Regions from separate parts of the Sus scrofa genome. Here all the other regions are linked to region 1. Evidence: chromatin contacts called from public HiChIP or PLAC-seq data. All regions are on one chromosome and are shown on one strand. The core of a region is the stretch at or near the end of the contact, and the rest is flanking DNA. Distances in the headings are between cores, read along the strand shown.

Evidence for each region. HiChIP or PLAC-seq counts read pairs in DNA pulled down with a chosen protein or histone mark.
Region 2: a contact with region 1 is called in an H3K27ac HiChIP or PLAC-seq map of skeletal muscle. The contact joins the promoter of GRSF1 here to the promoter of UTP3 in region 1. A contact is called at or near these places in 1 of 5 promoter capture datasets (fetal liver), 1 of 47 Hi-C or Micro-C datasets (liver) and 2 of 2 datasets of contacts at active chromatin or transcription factors (alveolar macrophages and skeletal muscle).
Region 3: a contact with region 1 is called in an H3K27ac HiChIP or PLAC-seq map of alveolar macrophages. The contact joins the promoter of MOB1B here to the promoter of UTP3 in region 1. A contact is called at or near these places in 2 of 2 datasets of contacts at active chromatin or transcription factors (alveolar macrophages and skeletal muscle).

The regions. Positions count from the first base shown.
Region 1 is chr8:67,474,640-67,479,392 of Sscrofa11.1, reverse strand. UTP3 (UTP3, small subunit processome component homolog (S. cerevisiae)) reads right to left here and starts at 3,422. Exons shown (of 1, transcript NM_001142835.1): 1 at 1,806-3,422. The coding sequence starts at 3,294. The coding sequence ends at 1,870.
Region 2 is chr8:67,605,013-67,609,281 of Sscrofa11.1, reverse strand. GRSF1 (G-rich sequence factor 1) reads left to right here and starts at 1,860. Exons shown (of 10, transcript XM_003129072.4): 1 at 1,860-2,391. The coding sequence starts at 2,038.
Region 3 is chr8:67,646,391-67,650,845 of Sscrofa11.1, reverse strand. It overlaps MOB1B (MOB kinase activator 1B), which reads right to left and starts at 2,984. Exons shown (of 6, transcript XM_003129073.4): 1 at 2,647-2,984. The coding sequence starts at 2,660.

The sequences.
Region 1 (4,753 bases), core at 2,173-4,672:
ACGGGTAGGTGTTCCCATTGTGGCTCAGTGGTTAATGAACCCGATTAGTACCCATGAGGCACTTAACAGCTATATGACCTGGATAAAGTTACTTCTCTTTATCACAGTTTCCTCATCTTTAAAATATGGGTAGGTGTCCCCATTGTGGCTCAGTGGTTAATGAACCCGGCTAGTATCCATGAGGATGCAGGTTTGATCCCAGGCCTTACTCAGTGGGTTAAGGATTTGGTGTTGCTGGTGAGCTGTGGTGTAGGTTGCAGACGAAGCTCAGATCCCCAGTTGCTGTGTTTGTGGTGTAGGCTGGCAGCTGTAGCTCTGGTTGGACCACTAGCCTGGAAACTTACACATGCTGTGGGTGTGACGCTAAAAAGACAATAAAATAACAAAATAAAACATGGATAATAGAATTTACTATGAAAGAGGTGTTGTGAGTAATAATAAATAAAATGCTTACAAAAGTAACTTGGACTCAATATAAACTTTTATCTCCAACCTACTTCTTTTGTTTATAAGAAAACAAAATAATGTGGCATGTGTGCTAGTCTGAGGCAGCAGCTGGTAAGCCAAAGGTTAAAATGAAAGCTCAAATTAAACTGGATTGGGTCCAAATCCTAAGCATGTGTTCATTAGAAAGTTAACCTCCCGGAATTTTGGTGTTCTCATTTCTGATAGAACAGCCTCATCTCACAAAGTTATGGCAAGTGTTTTAGTAAATATTAACCAATGACCATCTCTGCATTTCCAGCAGCTGGCACAATGTTTAATGAATAAGCAGTGACATAGTTAAGATGTCCTTGGTTCTTTCCTTCACTAGTCCTCTCACTGTCTCCCCTGGCATCATCCTAAGACTTTTTAAGTTCACCATCTTATCATCTTTCCCTACTGTAAAGACCAGAGTAACTGTAAAAAAAAATAAATTTGTTACCTCTTTCCCACTAGTAATTATATTAGGTTTTCAGCAGTGTAAAAAGAGTGGAGTGTACAAAGAACCACTGCAAGTCACCAAAGGGGAAATGGAATTTTTATCATATTTACCATATTAGGGAGTATTAAAAATATTCACAATTAACATAAGTAAGGCATATGTCTATTTTTAACCAAGTTCCTCTTCATTCCTAAACTTTTACCAACATAAAATGTATAAAATTCTTAACATTAAACCCTACTCTAGAATTATGCTTTAGGAGTTCCCGTTGTGGCACAGTGGCTAACGAATCTGACTAGGAACCATGAGGTTGCGGGTTCAGTTCCCTGGCCTTGCTCAGTGGATTAAGGATCCGGCGTTGCCCGTGAGCTGTGGTGTGGGCCGCAGACACGGCTCAGATCCCGCGTTGCTGTGGCTCTGGTGTAGGCGGGAGGCTACAGCTCCCATTAGACCCCTAGCCTGGGAACCTCCATATGCCGCGGGAGCTGCTCAAGAAAAGAGAGAGAAAAAAAAAAAAGAATTATGCTTTAGGTAAATGAAATGTCAGAACTGATTTGTAGGTTATCTTAGAAGTAAGATATTTTCAAAAGTGCATTCTCTTCACTTTACCTAAAAAATTATAAAAATATTCTAAGTTTATTTCTTGCTCCACAACTAGCTGTGCAATTTCCCTTAGCTACTATTTGACAGAATGTTAGAGAACTTTTTTCAATACCATCTCTTTACCCATGCAGCTTCAAATTGCTCCCACACTTATTAGTATGTATGATCTGATTACAAAGTAAAAGACAAATGAATTGAACAAATAACCCAAAGAAATTTCACTACTGACAAGAACTTTAAGGTTAGAGACTAAATATTAATATAGCCACTTCACCAGTTAAAAATAAAAAAAATTTATTGTTCTAAAAATATTACCAAAAAACTTAAGCCAAGCAAAAACTTTACTTAAGCTTAATGCTCTTTTTAACTCCAGCACGAATACCAGACAGTTCACCACTATAACGTTGCTCTTCTCTACGAACTTCCCGAACCTGGCCTCTTCTTCGGATTTTGGCTCTTCTGAACTTCTCCCGGTGTTTCACTCTGGGATTACGATCAATCTTCTTTCTCCTAGGGGTAAGTCCCCTGTTTTTAGCAATCTGGTAAGTAATGGCTCTCTTTGCATTTTGATCTTCAAGAGCTTGTTCTTCAGTACTATTTTCTTCTTTCTTTCTCTTCAATTTTTGCCTGTCTTCTATTTCTTTATAGTATTTCAGTGCAGCTTCTTCATCAAAATCAGAATCATCAGAAAGGTCTGTAACAGCAGCAGCTGAAGTCTCTGAAACAGATTTTGGCTTAGCCTTCGTGGATTTTACTTTTAGGGTCAGTTCTTTCTTTCCAGCACCATCTTTAAGTGTGAGTAGATGACGAATCTCAGAGGACAGCTTCTCATCCACAACTGACAGCTTGTTGATCAAATTTCGATAGGTAACAAGCCTTTCTATGACAGGATGTCCATGTGCAGGAACTCTCCGAGCTTTCAGGATCAAATAAAAACTGATGTTGGAGCAGTAGTTCAAGTAGAGGTTGTACTTGGTCCTCAGGTACTGGCTTCCTTTTCCAGGTGGAATGACTCTTTGCTCCACCAACTGGAGCAATGGCTCCAGTTCATCCTTCATCTCTGTCAACTTAACTTTCAGGTCATCTATCAGCTCCAAGAGCTCTGGTGATTCCTTCCGCAGCATCTTCAGCTTCTCTTTCACTGAAATTTTCGCCAAATCCTTCACGACGCGTGTCTCAGCCTCATTTACTTGAGGTGCTGGTTTTGCAAAGGCAGTCACCCAGGTGACTCCAAAATCGTCCTCCTGCAGGGTCTGGGCTAAGCGCCGCTGAATGAGCTGTGCCTCCTCCTCCTCCTCTCTTTCCTCTTCTTCTACTTCTTGTTGGCTCCGCCGGCCTCGGGACTTGGACCCATAGTCCGTGTCATAGTAAACTTTTTTCCTCTGACCCCACGACAAGCTGGGATCCACCGAGGCCTCAGCCTCACTCTCCACGGAGCTTCCACCATCCTCCTCTTCCTCCTCCTCATCCCCTGCACTCTCTCCATCTTCGTCGTCCTCATCAGCAACATCTAAAGCAAGCACCTCCTCCTCCTCATCGCCATCCTCCTCCTCGTCCCCACTCTCTACTTCGCTCCAGCCCTTAGCCAATGCGGCCCGAGATCGGGCCTCATGGAAGTCATCTACCTTATCTTGGTAGTAACTGGAGTCCCCTGGTGAGGGCGGAGATTCTAAATCGTCTTCATTTTCCTCCACTGGACCGCGACCTGCCTTGGATCGCAGAGCGGCCCACTTAGCCGCTCCTCGCCGCTGCGATCTCCTCACCATAGCTCGCGTCTCAGGTTCTACACAGACGTCAGGCTTTCGGCGACCTCCGACCTCCGCACAGTACCCACGCGGTGCAGCAATACGCCGCCTCTATGACAGCCACGCGCTCCAAGTGGATGCAGGACTTTCCACCTTCTTCCGGCCCCCAGGATGCTCCCTGAGGTGGGTGAACAGGCCTTCCGGTTGGTCCCTCAGCTCTTTCCGTACAGGAACGAGAGTTACGCAGAAGTTCAGTTCCGCAGAACGCTTTTGGAAGACTTCAGTTCTTACTCTCGCGAGCCTGGGCGTGGCTTGGGGGGGAAGGCTAGCGAAGCGCGAGGAGAAGTCGCGGAGAGACCATCAGAGGGCGCTTTAGCTCTGTGCCTAAGAGAGGTCCGGGGCTGAGAGGCGAGTTGTACTGCGCCTGTACTGGGCGTCGCTGGCACCCAGTCCAGTTCAGGTGACCATTTGGCATTGTTTTGTCTTCTCCGCTGAAGGTTAATCAAGTTGTTTCTGTCTCCACAACTTCTAAATACGACGTATCTGGGCACCATAGCCTGAGGCGGCGGCGGCGGCGCGCCTGGAATAGAGAGTCCTGGCGTGGGCGTCCTGCGGGACGGAAGGTGGCCCACCTCCCGCTCCCTGCCCTCAGGCCTCGGGGATGTCGGGGGATTTGTGTCCCTGAGTGTTTCCGAGAGGTGGCGTTGGGAAGGCAAGAGCCGCTCTCTGGAGTTAGACTTTCTGAGGAGCTGAAGTTGGCTGCAGAGGGCACCTCGATTTCTCTTCCTTTTAGTGGAAAAGGTTCACTCTTAGAGATATTTTGGAAATGACACGTTTTAACTCTCAGGGGCAGACCCTTTAGGAATTCTTCAACGCCTAACGAGCACAAGGCAGCGTGTTAGACTCTGGGAGAACCACGGTGGGCGGCAGCAGGTGCTGCTCCTGAAGTCGTGGCACCTGAGGTCCAGCAGGGGACACGCATTAAGCAAGTAATTACACAAAACGTGCCAAATTACATGTACTTCGCAGGAATGCTGTGAACACTTGTCCTATGTTACCCAGCCTTCAGCTGCTGAAAACGCTCAACATGCCTTTTACATCATTGTTTTTGTACACCTACCTCCCCTTCGCCCCCCTAACTACCAAGTGCTCCCGCCCAAATTTGGGAAATTTCTGTTGTATTGAAGAGACAGCTTAAGCATCACCTCTTGGATCTCTTCTCTAACCCCCTGTATCATCTGGTAGAGCTCTGTGAACACGAGTACCCCATACAGTGTCTGGCACAGGGTAAGTGTTGAATGAAGAATTGTTTAATGACTACTGAAATGACAGTATTTGATTATCTATCTCGTGCTACGCAAACGGAGTGAATGAATGGTGCACAAGGCTGTTAACATCCCTAAGGGAGCTAACCTGAGCCGGAGTGGATTTTAGGAGTCATTAAGTCCAACTCCAGTATCTTCAGTGTTTCCATGTGGAG
Region 2 (4,269 bases), core at 611-3,110, 130 kb before region 1:
ACCTTGACAAAACCAAGCCACTTTTTGTTAGTATGACTTCCTTAGTCCACATCTTCTGTCTATAAAAGTCTTTCATTTTGTACAGTTCCTGGGAGCGCCTTTTTATCTGTTAGATGGGACACTGCCAAATTAAAAAACTGTTGAATAAAGCCAATAAAATCTTTAAATTTCACTCGGTTGAATTTTGTTTTTTAGTGCAACTCATCTCAATGTCTTTTTTTTTTGTCTTTTTCAGGGCCATACCCAAGGCACACGGAGGTTCCCAGGCTAGGGGTCAAATCGGAGTTGCAGCTGCTGACCTACGCCACAGCCACAGCCACACCAGATCCGAGCCTCGTCTGAGACCTACACCACAGCTCACGGCAACACCAGATCCTTAACCCACTGAGCGAGGCCAGGGATCGAAGCTGCAACCTCGTGGTTCCTAGTTGGATTTGTTTCTGCTGAGCCACGATGAGAACCCCCATTTTTTAAAAGTCATTATCACTTTAAGATGGATACTGAAAAGGTGATTGACATGATCTTTGGGGTTTCCTTTAAAATATTCCAGTAAAGGAAAAAAATGGGGGGATGGTGGTGGTGGTGAGGACAAATGAAACCAGAATGAAAAATGTTGATAATTTCTGAAATTCATTAAAGTTCATTCATTATACTTTTCTTTGAGAATTTCCACAACAGAAAATCTAAATTTTTTAGCTTTTTCTATTTTTCAGTCTCTGAACTCTCTTTTGCCTACTAACCTGAGCCAGGTCCTCCACACATGAGGAGGGAAACTGCACAACCAGTCCTTGGACAGACCTCTGCCTGTCCACTTGTGAATACACGAAATCCTCATGGGAGGCTTTAGTCGTTGTTACACAGGTTTCACCCCCTATCTGAAAGCAGAGAGTTCCTAAGAAACCTTTTGGAGCCAAAATGGCATAAGATGAGGAAGCAGTTATCCCAGAACATAGGTTGCCAAGGAGATAAAGCAGAGCTGCTCAAAAACACAGTTCAAAGCCGTGGCAGGGAGACGCTGAGTACAGCTTCCCAGGAGGGAGGTCGGTGGGACCACCTCAGCCTCGACCGCCGCTGCTACAAAACAAACACAATGCTATTTTCAATTTTTGCCTTTCCCCATCAAAGTGAAAATCGCATATTTCTTTCCAGTAGTGAAAACGGGTACTAATACGGATTTTTCATGAAGTGGTCTAGAGTGAACTTCCCAACAGCGGGAGGCTACCTTTAGATCTTATTAGCACAGAATGAGTATCTATATATTTCATTTTAAAACAAAGTTGGGAGTTTCCATCGTGGCTCAGTGGTTCACAGATCCGACTAGGAACCATGAGGTTGCGGGTTCGATCCCTGCCCTTGCTCAGTGGGTTAAGGATCTGGCGTTGCCGTCAGCTGTGGTGTAGGTTGCAGACGCGGCTCGGATCCCGCTCTGGTGTAGGCTGGCGGCTACAGCTCCGTTTGGACCCCTAGCCTGGGAACCTCCATATGCCGCGGGAGCGGCCCAAGAAATGGCAAAAAGACAAAAACAAAAAACAAAAAGCAAAATAAAGTTGGCCTTCAGCACCGCACTCAAGCTGGGGGGGGGGGGCAGGGGGCGTTATTCAACCTTCGCCGATGTTATCAGCCCAACCTCTTTTTACAATTGGCGTACCTCAGTTCCTTCCAGAAAGAGCCCTTTCGCCCCCCTCCCACGTCAAAGGACTGGGGGTAAATTGCGGGGCGTCGGTAGCTCCGGGTTCCAGGTTTCAGGCCGCCCAGAGCGGGAAGGTTCGTCGCCTTCAGGACTGTTTCCACCAGGGGAAACACCAGCCAGGCGGTCGAGGCAGCGCCCCAGCCCCACCCGGCTCGCGGGCAGCACCGCCCCGAGGGCGGAGCCCGGGCGGAGCCGCGAGCTCTCCTCCGCCTCCTCCTGACTCGCCGCTGCCCCCGGTACCCGCGGCGCATGTGCCCGGCAACCCCTCCCCGGCCCTGGATTCCGCTTCCCCTTCGCTCGCGCTGCAGCCGCAGCCGCCTTCAGGCCCTGCGCCGCCTCCAGAGTCCATGGCCGGGACGCGCTGGGTGCTCGGGGCGCTGCTCCGGGGCTGCGGCTGCAACTGCAGCAGCTGCCGGCGCACCGGCGCCGCCTGCCTGCCCTTTTATTCGACCGCCGGCTCCTTCCCGTCGGGCGTCTCGGGCCGTCGCCGCCTGCTGCTGCTGCTCGGTGCCGCGGCGGCCGCCGCCTCGCACACGCGGGGCCTCCAGATCGGGCCTGCCCCTGCCGGGAGGCTGGCGGGGCCTCCCCCCGCGGCCGCCTCCGCCGCCGCGACGGCTGCCGCCTCCTACCCGGCCCTGCGCGCCCCTCTGCTATCGCCGTCTTTGACGGCGGCCGCGGGTCCGGCGCGGGGTTACTGCCAGGTACGTGGACGCCGAGCGAGGCCGCGCGCGGGACCCTTCCCCGGCCACGCGCACGCGCCCCGGCGCCCCCCGCGTGCGCCTCACGTGCGCGCCCGGGGATCCGCGGCACGCGCCGCACCCCCCTCCCGCCCCCGCCCGCCCAGTCCTCCTATTGGGCCCCAGAACAAGGGACGCTCTCCCAGGCCTCGGGTGTTCTCCTTGTTTTGTTCTCTTCTCGAGTCTCTGGTCGGTTGGGCAGTGTAAGTGTGGCTGGGGGTGAATGTTGAGGCCTTGTTTCCCGCCGGCCCATGGTAGGTTTTGTGAGGCTGCTGACGTCCCCACCGCGCATCCCTGTCGCTGTGTGCCCGCTGGTTGTGAAGTTGGGAGGCTGGACCCCGCGGAGGGCTGGGACTTTGCGTGCCGCCCGAGCACCAGGCCTAGCGGCCTGGGCGAGCCTCTCGGCCCGCTGATGCTTAGGTTCACGCACATACTTGCGTGGGCTGGGTTTGTGGGGAAGGAGCCAGGTCCCCAGCGCTGTCCTCTTGCTCGTGTCCCCGGGGAAAGGCGGGCTGCCCCAATTACTGAAGGTCACCGTTGCACCTCCACTTACTCTTGACAGAAGGTCCTTTAGGACCGCGGGTCGCCGCCGCTGGGAAGGACAGTTTGGGCGGCTGTGAAAATGGGGGAGGGGGACCGAGGAGAGGCGGCGTCTGGGGCAAAGGCCATGGTTTGGGGACCTGGGAGTAAGTCTACAGTATTTTTTTAAAGTCATTGTTGTGTTTAACTACTCAGATTGCAAATATTATGGTGCCTCGTAGGAAGCTTTCTGCTTGTTACGTGGCATCTGGGAAATGTCAGGACACTTTATCAAGGTTCCTGATGCCTTGGGTCATGTTCCTCTTAATCCATTTTGTACTTATCCTTGAATTTAGGGAAACTGGGAAGCTAATCTGCATGGCTGCTGTCTGCCAGTGGCTGAGCTAATTGATTTGAATCCTGGCCCAATACTTTCTGCTGCCCTTTCCTGTAGAAGCTTGTGATGCTTATGGAATTCTGGGAAAATGGGGAATGTTAGCTTTATCAAAAAACATGCTATCTTTAATAAGCCTTTGTGAGCTGGCTATTCTCTCTCCTGGATTTTTCTTTTCTGTGAACTTGACTAGTATAATGATATCTGCTGAGCCTCTACTAATGTTATACTGTGTTTACATTTATTATTGCTTCCATAAAATTGTGTCTTCACAGAAATGATGGAAACATACAAAGGAGTGAAGTATCTCTCTCCTTAGCCCAGTAGAATCCAAATCACTTGAGTTAAAGCCTAAATTGTCTTCCCATATTAATTGTAGTGCTTGTTGCATTCTTATCAAATATGTATTAGACCCTGTTAAAGGTTTATGTTTATCATTGACTCCTTAAAATTAGATGTAAGTATTAATGTAGATGAAGCCTGGTGGAGTGCAAATCAGAGTTGTCTTCCCTGGTCATGATTGTGGTGCTTGTTGGAATCTTAGTACATTCCAGTTTTTGTGTAGTTTTGTGAAATAGAGTTCTTTGGATCTGGTTCCAGCTCCTGTTAGCTCACACTGTTGCTATTGCTTTTTATGCTCTTTGCCTTATTCACTTGGTCTGATTTACCAGTTGACAGATTCATCTTTCCAAGCCTCCTGCTGACTTGTTGATTTACACACTCCTAAATGCCTTTTATTAACTCCCCTTTGCCTGCTGGGTTAAGGACATACATTGAGCTTAACACTCAAGTCCTTCTGATATGTGGTACCTTTTTTTTTTTTTTTTTGCCAGCTCATCTTCTTTGGCTCCTAATTGTACTCTACAGTGTAGCCAAATGGAATTATTGCTGTTTTGCAAATGGGCTTCTGTTCATACTGCCTCTTCCTC
Region 3 (4,455 bases), core at 1,735-4,234, 170 kb before region 1:
GACTGCCAAGCCATGACAGGAACTCCTTTTTGTTTTTTAAAAGGCTGAACTCATGGCATATGGAAGTTCCTGGGCTAGTGACTGAATCTCAGCCACAGCTGTGGCAACAAAGGATCCTTTAATCCACTGCATGAGGCCAGGAATCAAACCCATGCCTCTGCAGTCACCCAAGCTACTGCAGTCAGCTTCTTTTCTTTTTTTTTTAGGGCCACACCCATGGCACATGGAGGTTCCTGGGCTGGGGGTTGAATTAGAGCTGTAGCTGCCAGCCTACATCACAGCCACGCAAGATCCTCAACCCACTGAGCCGGCCAGGGATCAAACCTGCAACGTCATGGTTACTAGTCGGGTTCGTTAACCACCAAGCCATGATGGGAACTCCCTGCAGTCAGATTCTTAACCCACTACACCACAGTGGGAACTCCTGAATGATTTTTTTAAATCAATAATTCTTCTATCTTAAAGCCCTCAGGAGTTATGAATCATCACCTTCATAACCCTATCTCACACTGCCCTTATTTCCTCAGCTTCATCCACTTATAACAGCCTTACAAGTAAGCTCCCAAGAACTGGAGGAAAGTGTTTGTATTTAACTCCTAAACTGCAGCTCTTTTTTTTTTCTTTGCTTATCTGTTGGTACAGAAATACTATTCAGGAAAGTAACTACACCAGCAAGGAGATAATAACCAAAACTTTGTTCTTTCACTTCTGATAATAAATATACCTATGTATAAGGTCTTCACTTCTGTTTCTAAACTGCTGGTGGAAAAATCAAAACCAAAAAAATGTTAGATTAAATTTTTGGACTGTCAAGCCCACCAGCAAAATATGTTGAGAATTTACTAATTGTTACATGTGACCTGACCGAAAAATTGTGTTCCAAATAGTACAGACCCACTAATGTGCTTATATACAGTAGTTATGGGAAGATTTTTCTTATGTAGCTAATATGCTTCAGGAGAAATGAACTTAAACCACCACATTTCTGTAAGTATTAAATACTGAGCCATGGAAAAGTAGGGTACTATTGTATTTTTATTCAGAAAATACCACCAAAACTTTCTCTATTGCCTAGTTTCAGCTAAATACAGTTCTTCCCTGCTTCAATCAATTTTACCTAGGAGTTCCAAGAAACACAGGCCCTTCAGAAGCAGCCAACGACCGCATCTACATTGCTATTTCAAAGACAGCTTCTAACTTTATGAAGAAACCTAACATGGGTAATGTAAAAACTACTCAAGGTGAGAAGAAGCTGCAAGCCCAAATGCCTGGATATCTTGAGTCAAACTAAAATAGGAAACAAAGACTTCCAAGTTGCTCAGTCATCTCATCTAGCACTATCTATCTGACAAACTCAGAATCCACTTCTAGGATGAGCCTAAGAGAGGTTTCACAAGCTCAAACGTGTTAGGCAGGTTGACACAAGCCAGATGTCTCTGTGCTCACTAGAAATATTGGCAAGCTCGCCTGCGGGTTAGCCTTCTGTGATCACTCAGTTTTGCTTAAACACCCTAAAAAGGATTAACATTGGAGATATCAGCTTGTGAAAATAAGGGTTAAATTCTCAAAATTCAGGTATCAATGTGATGACAAAAAATTATGGGATGTGGGGGAAAAAAGAAAACTGGAACAGAAAATATAAATGCTAATTTTCTCCACAACAGTAAAAGACATATAGGGTGGGTTTTAATTCCAATTTTTTATTAGCTTTCTAAGCACAGAAGAAACAGAGATGAATCACAACAAAGCCTTCAAAAAAGTAATTCCCCGGGGTGTGAGGTCCTGTTTTATGAGGACCTGAGGCTTGCCTGCTTCCACCAAACTCCCATCCAGCCACCCTATCTTTCTGCCCATCCACCCTCAACTCGTCTGCAATAAACGATAAGGGAAATAATGACCAGCACTAAATGTGACGTTGAGTTGCTATTTACAAATGATTTGCAAAACAACTCCCCAGTGGACCTAAGCAACCCAGGGCACACACCCAGACCCTACTTGGTGGTTGTCTAAAAGGATAAAGCCTTACTCTTCAGGGGAGCACACCGGCAGGAGGGGGCACCTCGAGAAAGCAAGGCGCTCCAGCCCCCAAGACCCCAGGCTGTCACCAGGGGATCCTGGCCCACAAGCAGCCTCGTTAAAGTGTTACCTTCACAAGACTTATCACCCCAACTTTCCACTCCTAAAACCTAAGTGGGAGTGAAAGGGTCCTGGGGTGAAAGGAGCAAGTAGAAAGCTCTATCTTCTGTGCTCAGAACCTAGAAAAAAGCAATGGGCAGGGCAGACGGAGACGGCAACCGGCACGCGTCGGAAACAGGCCGTGCAGGAGAGTGGGAGGTCTCTAAGCGTGCAAACACACGCAAGAGAGGAACACGAGCAAAGGCTGTGGTGATGCAGAAATGCGGGAGCAGAAATCGGATGTGTCGAGTTTGGGGTCGAGGTAGAGAGAGGGGGCTGGAGGAGTCCCTGCGTGCTCGAAGCGGGTTCGGGAGGCGGCGGCCATCAGGCTCCGCGAGCTCTTGGGTCAGGTTCCCGGAGACCTGCGCGGTGGGGACGCCCGGCGCGAGCAGCGAGAGACAAGGCAGGCGGTGGGGGCCGCGGCCCAGGTCGCCTGAACAAAGCCGGCGCGCGCGGGGTCCGGCTACTCACAACAAGAAGCTCATGTCGGCCGCGGGGCGGGCTGCGGGCTCGGCGGTCGCGAGGCCTCTGGGCGGCGGCGGCGGCCAGGCCAGGCCAGGAGAGGAAGAGAAGGACGAGGACGAAGAGGAGGCGGGGAGCGCCGGCTGCTCGGCGGCCGCAACTTCTTCGGCTCTGCTAGTTCCAATGGCAGGCAGAGGGGGCGGAAGTGGGAAGCGCACGGCTTGAATCACTCAATGGGAGGGGAAGCGAAGGGAGGCGGGGAAAGGGAGGCTCGCCTGCTCCCGGGAGAACTGCGTCGCAGCCGCCGAGCTATTCCCCACCTCCTGGTCCCCAGCCCCTCTCGGCCTCCACCAGCGAGCTCTCGCGAGAGAGGCGCGCGCCCACCCCACCCCTCCCGTTATGGTCCCGGGTCTCTCTTGGTCTGGACACCTTCGCAGCCCTGGACCACGCCCCACGAGTACGCAAGGGCCAGCCCGTGGGTCAGTCCAGTCTGCCCGGGTGGGGGTCGTGGCAAAGCACTCGGAGCTGCCTAGAGGTCAGGAAGGAAATGGGCTTCAGCGCCCGCATGTCAGGGTCCTGCAGTGAGGGATGGAATTGCCACCAGAGTTCTGCCCACTGAGTGCCCAGATGAAAGGTTACGGAGTCTCTCTGCTAAGTGTATAAAAAACAGGAGAGAGTTTCATCTGGTTGGAATGGTTAGGGTGTGGTTCCGCCAGATGAGAGGAAAGGATCTAAGTTTTTGGTTTTTTTTTTTTTTTTTTTTGTCTTTTTGCTATTTCTTTGGGCCGCTCCTGCGGCATATGGAGGTTCCCAGGCTAGGGGTCGAATCGGAGCTGTAGCCACCGGCCTAGCCAGAGCCACAGCAACGCGGGATCCGAGCCGCGTCTGCAACCTACACCACAGGTCACAGCAACGCCCAATCCTTCACCCACTGAACAAGGCCAGGGACCGAACCTGCAACCTCATGGTTCCTAGTCGGATTCGTTAACCACTGCGCCACGACGGGAACTCCCCAAGTTGTCATTTTATGGGCATATTTTAAAACCCTGAACTAGGAGATGGTCAAAGTCCGTCACTAACAGGCAAGTGAGGCCGTCGTCAGCAGCTGGGAAAATTGATGTGATGGCCTATTCAAGATACGTGGAGCATTCTTAAATGGATTATAAAGCCTTGCCCTGGGTCCCTTCAGTGTGTGAAATGCAAGTCCCTCAGTAAGGGGGACTAATCTTTTCTAACTGCTAGAATGTTTTGTGTATCATGTGCCAAATGGCTATAATGGACTTTAACCTCGGAAATGCTTTATCAGAATTGCCACCGATGACCAGCCCACCACAGCTTTATCGTTTTGGGTAACCGTTTATATTGCAAAGAGACGTCCATCTTCTTTAAAACACCCACTAAATCTACAAGTAACTTTTCAAAGAATCTAAACAAAGCATAAATTATGTGCGGCTAGTAAACCACCCTCGGCTAATGGACCTGAAGGAGGTGCCAATATGAAAGGTATTCTGTTGCGTTTACATACTAGTAGTTTGGCATGTCAGTAAATCAAACCATTTTTAAAAACAGAAAAAAATATTGAAGCCTTGATACTATCTCAGGAATAGCAGAGGTCACTGGAATAATTTGAAAAGACTTAAAGGTTCCAAAGATGTTGGAAACGAGGGGAAAAGAGGAGTTATCTTACTAAAATGAAAATAGTTCCCGTCGTGGTGCAGCAGAAATGAATCTGACTAGGAACCATGAGGTTGCGGGTTTGAACCCTGGCCTTGCTCAGTGGGTTAAGGATCTGTCATTGCAGTGAGCTGTGGTGTAGGT